Regions from separate parts of the Pan troglodytes genome. Here region 1 is linked to region 2. The links are chromatin contacts, called in public Hi-C maps. All regions are on one chromosome and are shown on one strand. Each heading gives the region's core, a stretch centred on a gene start, on an enhancer-like site or on the middle of the called end of the contact. The rest is flanking DNA. Distances are from core to core; before and after follow the strand shown.

The links. A called contact is a pair of places that touch in the nucleus more often than the background predicts.
Region 1: a Hi-C map of stem cell-derived neural progenitor cells shows a contact between it and region 2, with 4 times the contacts expected there. The contact joins the enhancer-like site here to the promoter of ARHGEF26 in region 2. A contact is called at or near these places in 1 of 7 Hi-C or Micro-C datasets (stem cell-derived neural progenitor cells), 1 of 1 datasets of contacts at active chromatin or transcription factors (stem cell-derived excitatory neurons) and 1 of 1 other capture datasets (stem cell-derived neural stem cells).

The regions. Positions count from the first base shown.
Region 1 is chr2:157,462,415-157,467,297 of NHGRI_mPanTro3-v2.0_pri, forward strand. The region is part of intron 11 of ARHGEF26 (Rho guanine nucleotide exchange factor 26); the gene reads left to right. Among named protein-coding and RNA genes, the nearest start is that of DHX36, 79 kb to the right of the region's middle. Within about 2 kb of position 2,972, at least 7 of the 24 cell types and tissues checked have an H3K27ac peak or open chromatin away from gene starts, as enhancers often do. A contact at or near this core is called in stem cell-derived neural progenitor cells, where this site is marked.
Region 2 is chr2:157,332,544-157,337,462 of NHGRI_mPanTro3-v2.0_pri, forward strand. It overlaps ARHGEF26 (Rho guanine nucleotide exchange factor 26), which reads left to right and starts at 3,594. Exons shown (of 14, transcript XM_054681196.2): 1 at 3,594-3,683; 2 at 4,106-4,919. The coding sequence starts at 4,157.

The DNA.
Region 1 (4,883 bases), core at 1,722-4,221, 130 kb after region 2:
TTTATTTTATTAAGACAGAGTTTCACTCTCGCCGGGGCTGGAGTGCAGTGGCACGATCTTGGCTCACTGCAACCTCCCCTTCACGGGTTCAAGTGATTCTCCTGCCTCAGCCTCTCAAAGAGCTGGGATTACAGGTGCTTATCACCATGCTTGGCTAATTTTTTTATTGTTAGTAGAGACGGGGTTTCACCATGTTGGCCAGGCTGGTCTCAAAACTCCTGACCTCAAGTGATTTGCCTGCCTCAGCTTCCAAAAGTGCCAGGATTACAGGCGTGAGCCATTGTGCCCGGCCTCAATCCATAGGCTTTAAAAAGGAAAAAAAGATTGTGGAAACCTAGATGTTAAATTTAGGATATCATATGGATTAGAATATTTTATGATAAAATGCTAAATAGATATTGCATCCCCAAAATTATTTTCCATGTTAAACTTCCTTTTTTGTTCCTTTGCCTGTGTTTTTCATACTTCCTGGAATGCCCTCTTCAGGCCTCCTCAGATGGCCAGATAGCTCCTCTTAGGGCCCATGTCAAGCCTTTCCTCTGCTGAGGAACCTCTCAGTACTGCACACTGCAGTCTCATCCTGAGAATGCCCAGTGCTCGCTGTGTGTGCCACTCATTAGTTCACTTTTCCCCTCATGTTTTCTGTCTTACCCACCCTCCACTGTATGACTCCAAACTCCCAGCCTCCTGCTACATCCTTCCTTTCCTTTACAGAACTTCTCAAGAGAGTGGCCTTCATTTCTCCAGATTAATTAATTCAGTGGATTTTTGTCAGGCACCTACTTCCCATCAAGTGTTATTCTCAGTGCTGGGATGTAGCAGTGAACCATACAGAGATCAGATCTCTGCTCTTAGGCTTATATCCAAGTGAAGAACCGATCCCCTTGGGCTTCCTGCTCTTAGGAAGGGTGACTTTGGATGGAAGGGAGCTTTGGCCAGTCTGCCTGGGCAAATGGTCTGCAATGAGCTAGGATGATGGGAAAGTATTTCTTCTTGATCCAGTTAAAAATAAAGGATCATTTCAGGTAGTGGTAAGTGCAGTGAAGACCCTAAAGCTGGTGATGTGATCCGGAGTGAGTGCTAATTGGGGGGTGGTGAGGATATGTACTCCAACTTAGGTGGTGCAGAAAGACCTCTCTTAAGAGGTGATATTTGAGCCTTGAGTGAAAAGGAGGAGTCAACCCTTAGGAAAATGCAGAGTCAGAATGTTTCAGCCAAAGGGAACAGCAAGCGCAAAACCTCTAAGGAAACGAGTTTAGTGTTCTCAAACTTGGCTTGAACATGGAGAATGTGGCTGGAGCAGAATAAACCAGGGAGAGGGTGGCAGTCAATGGGCAACAAAGTCCAGTTTGTCTTCAGAGCTACCCCAGTGCTGTCTGTGGGCCATCAGTCCTCAAGTAGTTACCAGCCTGGTATGTAGGAAGCAGTTTGACATTTCTGAGGCATCAAAACTTGTGATTATTTTAACAATTAATTTATTTTTACTGTATTTCTAAAAATGCTTGGTCTGCAATGGATTCAAGGGGTGGAGACTGGTTCTCTACCAGAGATATCTCGAGAAACACTGATTTAGAACCACATAAGCCATAGCAGGAAGTTCCAGGAACAACAGGGGCCCTGGGGACGGAAGTTTCAGTGGGGCAAACAATAAGAACCCTAACCCTAATCCTGTTGGAGTAGTCGAGGGGAGTCCCGATGTTGGCTTGGACCGTGATATGTAAGAGGAGATAGAAATGTTATATTTTGGAGACAAAAACAACAGGACCAACTGATGGACTAGATGAGTTGAGGTGGCAGTAAGTGGAAGAGAGGAATCGATGACATTTAGATTTTTGGCGTGAGCTGCTGGCGTGAGCTGCTAGCTTGAGTTGTTTCTTAATCAAGGTAGGGGTACGTGCAGTGAGTTGTTAGCTAGTTAAGTTGTTTCTTAATCAACCTTGGCGTGACTTCTTCCTCTGGCACCCTGTTGAGGCCTCTCCATCAGATTAACAGGCTTCCTAGTTTCACACCCAGCAGTCCAATCTTCCTTTCTTTACCTCTAGTATCATTTAGTTTTATTGACCATCCAGCTCTTTCATGCTAACCCTTTTTTTGAGATTATGTTTTTCTCAGCCTCTTATCTATGCTCTTAGTTTGCCTCTCACACCTATGACCATTCCTCTTCTCTGTCTCTTCAGAAATGCAGCCTGTCCAAAACCAAACATCAACACTGCCCGTGGCTTTCCCCGACACACACATTTCTGTAAATGGTACTATTGACACTCTTTTGCGTTATCCAGTCTGGAGACTTGGTGCTGTTTTTGATGCTTCTGTGTCAGAACAGATCCATCACCTGCCAGTTCTTCCTGTGTAAAAGTCTATTTCATCTTTCCCCATCTTTCCATTCCACTGCCTCCTTCCTAGGTCAACCACATGGCTTTTGAACTACCCCAATGGCCTCCTAGCCATTCTCCTCTCCCATCAATACAGTAGTTTTATCACTAATCCCTAAGCTCAGCTCTAGTTTTGTCCTTTCCTTGCTTTGTACGTAGCGAGTAGGTTCCCAATAAATATTTTTGGGATTGACCCATAATTATTATAACTAGCTTTTCTCTATCTGAGACAAGGTAGAAGAGTAACCAGGTGTGGAGAAAAACTGCTTCCTGTCTCTATTTACTGCCCTTTTTGTTACTGCTGGAGCAAGTTTTTCCCAAATTTTACTTGTTTTTCAATTTTTTGCTATTAAGGATTCAGTCAAATGTTTTTTAGGATGTACGTCGAAGTCATGTATACTGTGTTATATCTGTTTGTCCATGACAGGCCCTAAGTCATGGTATCGTCAATGAGACAATAGTCTGTGAAAAATACAAAAGCCTACCCTTTATAAAAGGACAAAGGAAGAATGTTTTACCACTGTCATTCTTTTTTCCCTCTGGGCCTTTCAAGAGGAATGTGGGAGCCAGAGAGCCCCCTTTGTCTGCCTTCATTAAAATGAAGCACAGACAGCTGCAGCTGGCACACACAACAGGCTGTGGCAAGTGGAGTCCTTGGCTTCCTGCATTTGTAGTAAAATTTAGATGTCATTTGGGTGTAGTGTATACCGTCATGAAACATCTAGGACATGTTCAGTGATGAACACAAACTTTCCTCACTCATTATATGTCAGTTATAGGATATGATGACCTTAGCCCATAATCAAATATCCTTCTCAAAATTTCTCCCTCACAGAGCTAGAAGCATAATGAATGTGGTTGGTGCTGTCAACCATCCAGACACCAATTCCTGGGCCTCCTGATAAAGGGGCATTGTTTGCAGGGAGTCTTTGAGCTTTTCCTGCTTCTGTTAATGATTTAATTAACAACAGGAAGTACATGGAATGGAATAAAATTGTAAATAGTATCTCTGACATAGTCATATACTTCATCCTTTTAGAAAAATCACAACATAAAGACAGTATACATGGAAACATTTTATTTATTGTAGGGTATAGCATTTTTTTCCTTGTTAAATCTAAATTCTAAGTCCAGTCATAATCTTACATTTATCTAGTGCCTGTCAAAGGATCTGATCTTAATGTGGTCCTCATCACCAACCCCAATAGGACAAGAGGTCTTTTATCAGCAGGAAAACATCATTGACCTGCTTCAGGTTAACTGAAGGATTCTGGACCAGATTTTTTAGGTCTGAGCTAATGTAATATGATAAACAAGAAATAATTGATTTAACTATATAGCATGTGACAAAAATCTAAATTTTAGAACTCTTAGTGGGCTAGGGATATTATTTTGCTTCAGTTAGCTTTTTTAAAATTTGGCAAATTGAACTGATATCTAGTTTTTTAAGGCCTGGTCTCAGCATGTTTAATGACTTTTTTTCACGCTATGGGCTTTCTTTCATGGATCAGTTTTCTGAACTAATCTAGTTGAATTGAGTTTGTGAGGGAATGAACAAACAACTATCTTCACAATCCTATTCTTTACAAAGGTTCGAAGGACTTTAGAGAATTCAAAAGGAACCACAGGTAAATGTGTAGGCTGTAAAAAGAAACACAAAAGGTAACTGGTCAAATGCCACTTTGGGAGGGATAAAAGGAAGGTTAAAGAGCAACTAAGGGCTCTTTTCTTCTATTGAGAAATCAGGAAAACCCTGTTAGTGATGGAGTCCTCAGCCAATGTTCTGTTCTGTGCAGCCTCACCTGCAGCCCTGTCTCTGTGATTTCAAAGCCTACTTCCTACTTTCTCAGTATGTATCTATGTTTTGTAGCTGATGCCTGGTATTCCATAAGAAGTGAGACTTTGCTGTATCTTTGACCTTCATGCAATTAAGTTTAAACCTACTGTGCATAATGAATTATATGAGACAGGACAAGGTGCTACCATAGCTGATAGGAAACTGTAGAAACATCATTTCATGCCATGCATGGAGAACTTGAGGGTTATGAAAAGACTACATTTATAGACATTTAAGTTAAAGGAGTCTCTTTTCAATTTCGTCTTCTTTCTCTACGTAGGTCAAATGTTTTGGTAGAGTGTTCCATTTCAGCACACTGCATGCTGTATTGGATTTTGTGAGTGTTTTCTGCTCTGTGTGTTCCCTCATACTGAGGGCGGTAAAAAGCAAGAGACTCCAGTGTATTTGCTGTGCACCTCTCCAAGCTAGCCCAGGGCCTGTGCAAAGTGAATGTGGGTGGAGGAAGGAGTGGTAAGGCGAGTCTTGAAAGTTGACATGCCGCAGATGGGCTTCAGTGCAGCATTGCTTACTCTTGTCACTTTGTGCAAAGGGAAAAGTCTGTGAACTGGCTGTGTGGTAGATTGTGAATTCATCTCAATTGTTTTATATCGATATGTCCCTGGAGAAAATAGATATCTGTCTGTGAGTGAGCCCTAGACTTCATGTCTAAATTT
Region 2 (4,919 bases), core at 2,344-4,843:
CTTCACAAAGGTTTCCATAGAACAGAGAGCTTACTATGCATCTTACACAGTTTGGGTGTCTTATATTTTAATGTTTCAGTCATGTTTCATGAGCCAAACTGTAAGGTTCAGGAATGTTTGTCTTAATGCTTGGCACTTGAATGCACCCAATAAATAGTTGTTGAATGTATAAATAAACAAAAGGTACATGGGATGGGATATATTGGAAAATTGGACATATATTGTAATAAGACTAGCTAACAATTTGCGTTTAAAAATTAGCCAAATTATTGTGCTTGGGACACAAAATTTGTGATCAATGTGAATTTGTTTAGTAAATGTAGCCATATATATCTTGCGTTATACCATTGAATATTCTAATAGATCAATATACCATTGGAATATACCAGCGGAAAATATCATTACAAATAGTTTGACATACTGTATTTCTTCAATTTTAAGAATAATTTGGTACCACATTTTAATTTCTTTGAAACTGGGATGTGTCTTACTATCAAATAAACATCCAGTGGCCAGGTGATAGTGATGATATAGTTGGCATTGCCTATTTTTGAACATGGGCATAAATGAATTGTTATCATTTCTACTAAATTCTATGAAATTTAGTCCTGTTGTGTCAAAGCCATATGCCAAGAAACACAGTTGAAGGCAGGAGAAATTACCAGATACGACAGATTAGGTGAAAGAAATTCTAAAGCAAAGAGAGGTTGATATAACCAATTCATGTATCATGCAGGACTATGGTTAAGGCATGAAACTACAATTTGTGAGAAACTTTCTCCTGGCCATTAATAGAGAAGCTGCATAGCTTGTAGTGACATACAGTTCAGTTGAACAAGAAAACTATGTGTTTAGTCAAATGGGATAGTGCCAGCATCACATCTGCAGAATGAGTGTCATTGTCTAGGAGGCAAATCCCAGGAACAAGACTGGAACATCCTTTTAAGAAATGGTGCACTATCAACAATATTGTGTGGAAAAACACACATGAATGCTTTTCATGAAAACGTATTCAGAAGAATCAGGCTCAATGTTCGGGACTTCGGTAAATTCATTTTGCTTATATTTTCCTTTCCTACATACACACAGTACTAAGCAAATCTATGTATAAGTGTCTAAAAGCACTAAGTATAAAGTAAAAATTCGATATGACATAACATATTGTCATAGTTTTATTAGCAGCTCTTTTCCTTTCTTTTGAGTGGAACATATAATTGAAGATAGGTTAGACTTGAATAGATAACAATAAATTGAATAGGCACTAGGTCTGTGAGTTTGTAAACTTCCCTCAGTGAAGGACCAGAGCTTGGTGTTTTGTTGTTGTTTTGGTAGGTATTTTGTTGTCTGTTGGAAATGAGGTAAGAAGATCCTATGAAGTCGTCACAAATATTGGTTACACTTGTTTGTAGAAGCAACATAATTTCAAGAAAAGCCACCTTCTCACATCACCTTTTACCGCTTCTTAACATAGGTCACAGGTTGCATTTTGAATTAGGTGAATACTCCATTTGTCAGTAGGTAACCACTTTTGAAATTAATTTATTATATTTCCCCAATATAACAGCAATACATGTTGGTATAGAAAACACCTTATATTAAAAAAAAAGTCTATGTATCTACATGCGAGTATGTAATCAGCCATGTCTTCCACCCAATTTGGAAAATTTCTTTCTTAAAAATTTTCTTAGGCCAGGAGCGGTGGCTCACACCTGCAATTCCCAGCACTTTGGGAGGCCAAGGTGGGTGGATCACCTGAAATTGGGAGTTCGAGACCAGCCTGACCAACATGGAGAAACCCTGTCTCTACTAAAAATACAAAATTAGCCGGGCGTGGTGGTACATGCCTGTAATCCCAGCTACTCGGGAGGCTGAGGCAGGAGAATTGCTTGAACCCTGGAGGCGGAGGTTGCGGTGAGCCGAGATCGCATCATTGCTCTCCAGCCTAGGCAACAAGAGCAAAACTCCGTCTAAAAAAAAAAAGTTTCTTATACATTTTTTGATGCCGTTTCTTTTTTTCTTTGTTTATGAAAATGTCTCAGATCAAAGTAATATATCTTCATTGTCCAGTATATTTCGTTAAGTATAGAAAAATATAAAGCAGCATGAAACATACTATCCTTCATCTCACCACCCAGAGATCACATCTTAATATTTTTGGCCATTGCATTCAATCTAGGGCAAAAACAGGCAGCATAACTTGCACACAGTGGATGCTCACTGCATCCCTGCTGAATGCATGAATGCTGAAAGAGAACTTGGAGAAGGGCCCATTTGTCTTGCTAATAGAATCAATTATACAGCTCTTAAGGTCTAAAATTATTTGTCTTCTCAAGTTTGCCTCATTATTGTCACACAGCAGGAGCCTGGCCAAGACACAGCCATCTTTCTACTATTTGACAACGAAGCACTTTGGAAGGAATGGTCACTGTTTTCACTTCATTCCTGTCATTCATTCTCTCACTCATTAAATAAATATTAAGTGCCCACCATGTGCCGGAAATACGGAGAAGAAAAAAAAAACATGACCCCTGCCCTCATGCAAATTACCGTGTAAAGACAAAAGACAATAAACATAAACACATAAATATATATATATATATATACAAAATTTTATAAGTGCAGAAATAGAAGAGAACAAGTGGCTGGGAAAATAAACGGGGCAATGGTATAATTAAGGAGGGGACAGGGAAGGTCTTTCTGATGCAGTGACAAGTCAGGTCAGGAAGGAACGAAAGGGAAGGTTCTGAGGCTGTCAAACTTTGAGTGTGGCCAAAAAAATAATGAAGAAAGTGATGGAGGAAAGACTAGGCTGAAGAAGTAGGGCAGTAGTGAAGTGTCTTGTAAGCCATGCTAAGGATTTTGAGTTTTATTCTATGTACTGTTGGAAACCAATACTTTTTTTGTAGTGTAAATTGAGCTTATTTTTCATAGGTAGGTTTCAAGATGCAAAGCATACAAGGACCAAAAATAATTATATGAAAACTCTCCCTCCCTCCGGTTTCGTAGCCACCCAGTTTCCCTCTTCAGAGCTGCCAGTCTTTCCTACGGAAAGACTCTAGGCACAAACAAGCCCATCTATCTGTTTATATTATAATGCATTTTCAGCACTGGGACGAGCCCATCTGATTAAGACCACCTGAATGCTGAGAGGGCATGACTCTGCGTTAGAACTCTGCGCTACTGCCCACGCATCTCACAAAGTCTACTACGCCGCGCGTTCTCGGTTTCAACGCACCTCCAGGATTCAGGGCTTCCTAAGCTGCAATTCAGCAGGGCTCCCTTGCTTGTTCTCACTCTGTGCCCCCGGCAACGACCCCGCGCGCCTACACTCCCGTGCTGCCTCAGCTACTAGTCCGCAACTTCTAGCCCCAAACGCTGGAGCTCAGAACTCAGCTCAGGTGCGCTCGTCTGTTTCCCGGGGAGACTGGGGCTGATTGTAGGCACGCGGGGGCGGGAAGACAGCTTCTTGCTTCTGGCTGCGATGGAGGCGGATCTGGGCGGGGCCGAAACGGGGGCGGGGCCAAGTGTGGGGGCGTAGTCAGGCGTTGGGGGCGGGCCGGCGCCGGCGCCGCGGTCGGCGGCAGCGTTCTCCTAAGCTCTCGCGGCTGCGCTTCGGTCCCGGACCCGGGCCACCCACGGGGTAGTGGGTGCTCCTCGGCCCCGGACATTGCAAGCCCCAGAAGGTAAATTTGCCTGGGAGCCGCGCACCTGGAGCGCGAGGGTACCCATGATGAGGGCGGGAGGCTGGATGGCGACAGAAGGGAGCGTCCCGCGGCGAGTTTCCCAAGAAAGCTGAACTCGTCCCAAGTTTCTTGTGCCTCGGCTTGCACTCAGTAAATTGGTGGCGGGCTCGTTTGCTGCGGGTGGTCTTTTGGCGCGGGAGGGACGCGGAGGTGATTGGATTAATCCGCCTGGGCGGCAGCCCAGATTTCTGCCGGGAACCGCGCACCGCAGTGGTGCAGTTTTTGCCCGAGAAAGGGCGGGTAAGTGCGGTGCAGTCGTGTCCTGCGCAGCAGCAGGGGGACCGCTGGACTGGGAGCACGCGAGTCGGCCAGGCGTCCCCGGTTGTCCAGAGGCACAGTTTCCTAACTTCTTTCCTCTTTAGGCAAGACTAACTCGGTGTTGCTCCTCCCGGCGCTGACTTCGAGGCCCGGCTATGGACGGCGAGAGCGAGGTGGATTTTTCTAGCAACAGCATAACCCCTTTGTGGCGGAGGCGGTCGATTCCTCAGCCCCACCAGCTTCTGGGCCGGAGCAAGCCGAGGCCCCAGTCCTACCAGAGCCCCAACGGGTTACTAATTACGGATTTCCCGGTGGAGGACGGAGGGACGCTCCCCGCAGCGCAGATTCCCGCCCAGGTGCCCACCGCCTCGGACAGCAGGACGGTACATAGGAGTCCCCTGCTTCTGGGCGCCCAGCGGAGAGCGGTGGCCAATGGTGGGACGGCATCCCCGGAGTACAGGGCTGCCTCTCCTCGACTTCGACGGCCCAAGTCACCCAAGCTCCCTAAAGCGGTGCCGGGCGGCTCCCCGAAATCCCCAGCAAATGGCGCGGTGACCTTGCCTGCGCCGCCGCCGCCGCCGGTTCTGCGCCCCCCGCGGACTCCTAACGCGCCCGCCCCCTGCACCCCCGAGGAGGACCTTACTGGGTTGACTGCCAGCCCGGTGCCTTCGCCCACTGCAAATGGCCTTGCCGCTAATAACGACTCTCCTGGGTCAGGTTCGCAGTCCGGCCGGAAGGCAAAGGACCCCGAACGGGGGCTCTCTCCTGGGCCCCAGAAAAGTTCTTCGGAACAAAAACTACCCCTCCAAAGGCTGCCCTCCCAGGAGAACGAGCTCCTCGAGAATCCTTCCGTGGTTTTGAGTACAAACAGCCCCGCCGCCCTCAAAGTGGGGAAGCAGCAGATCATTCCGAAGAGTC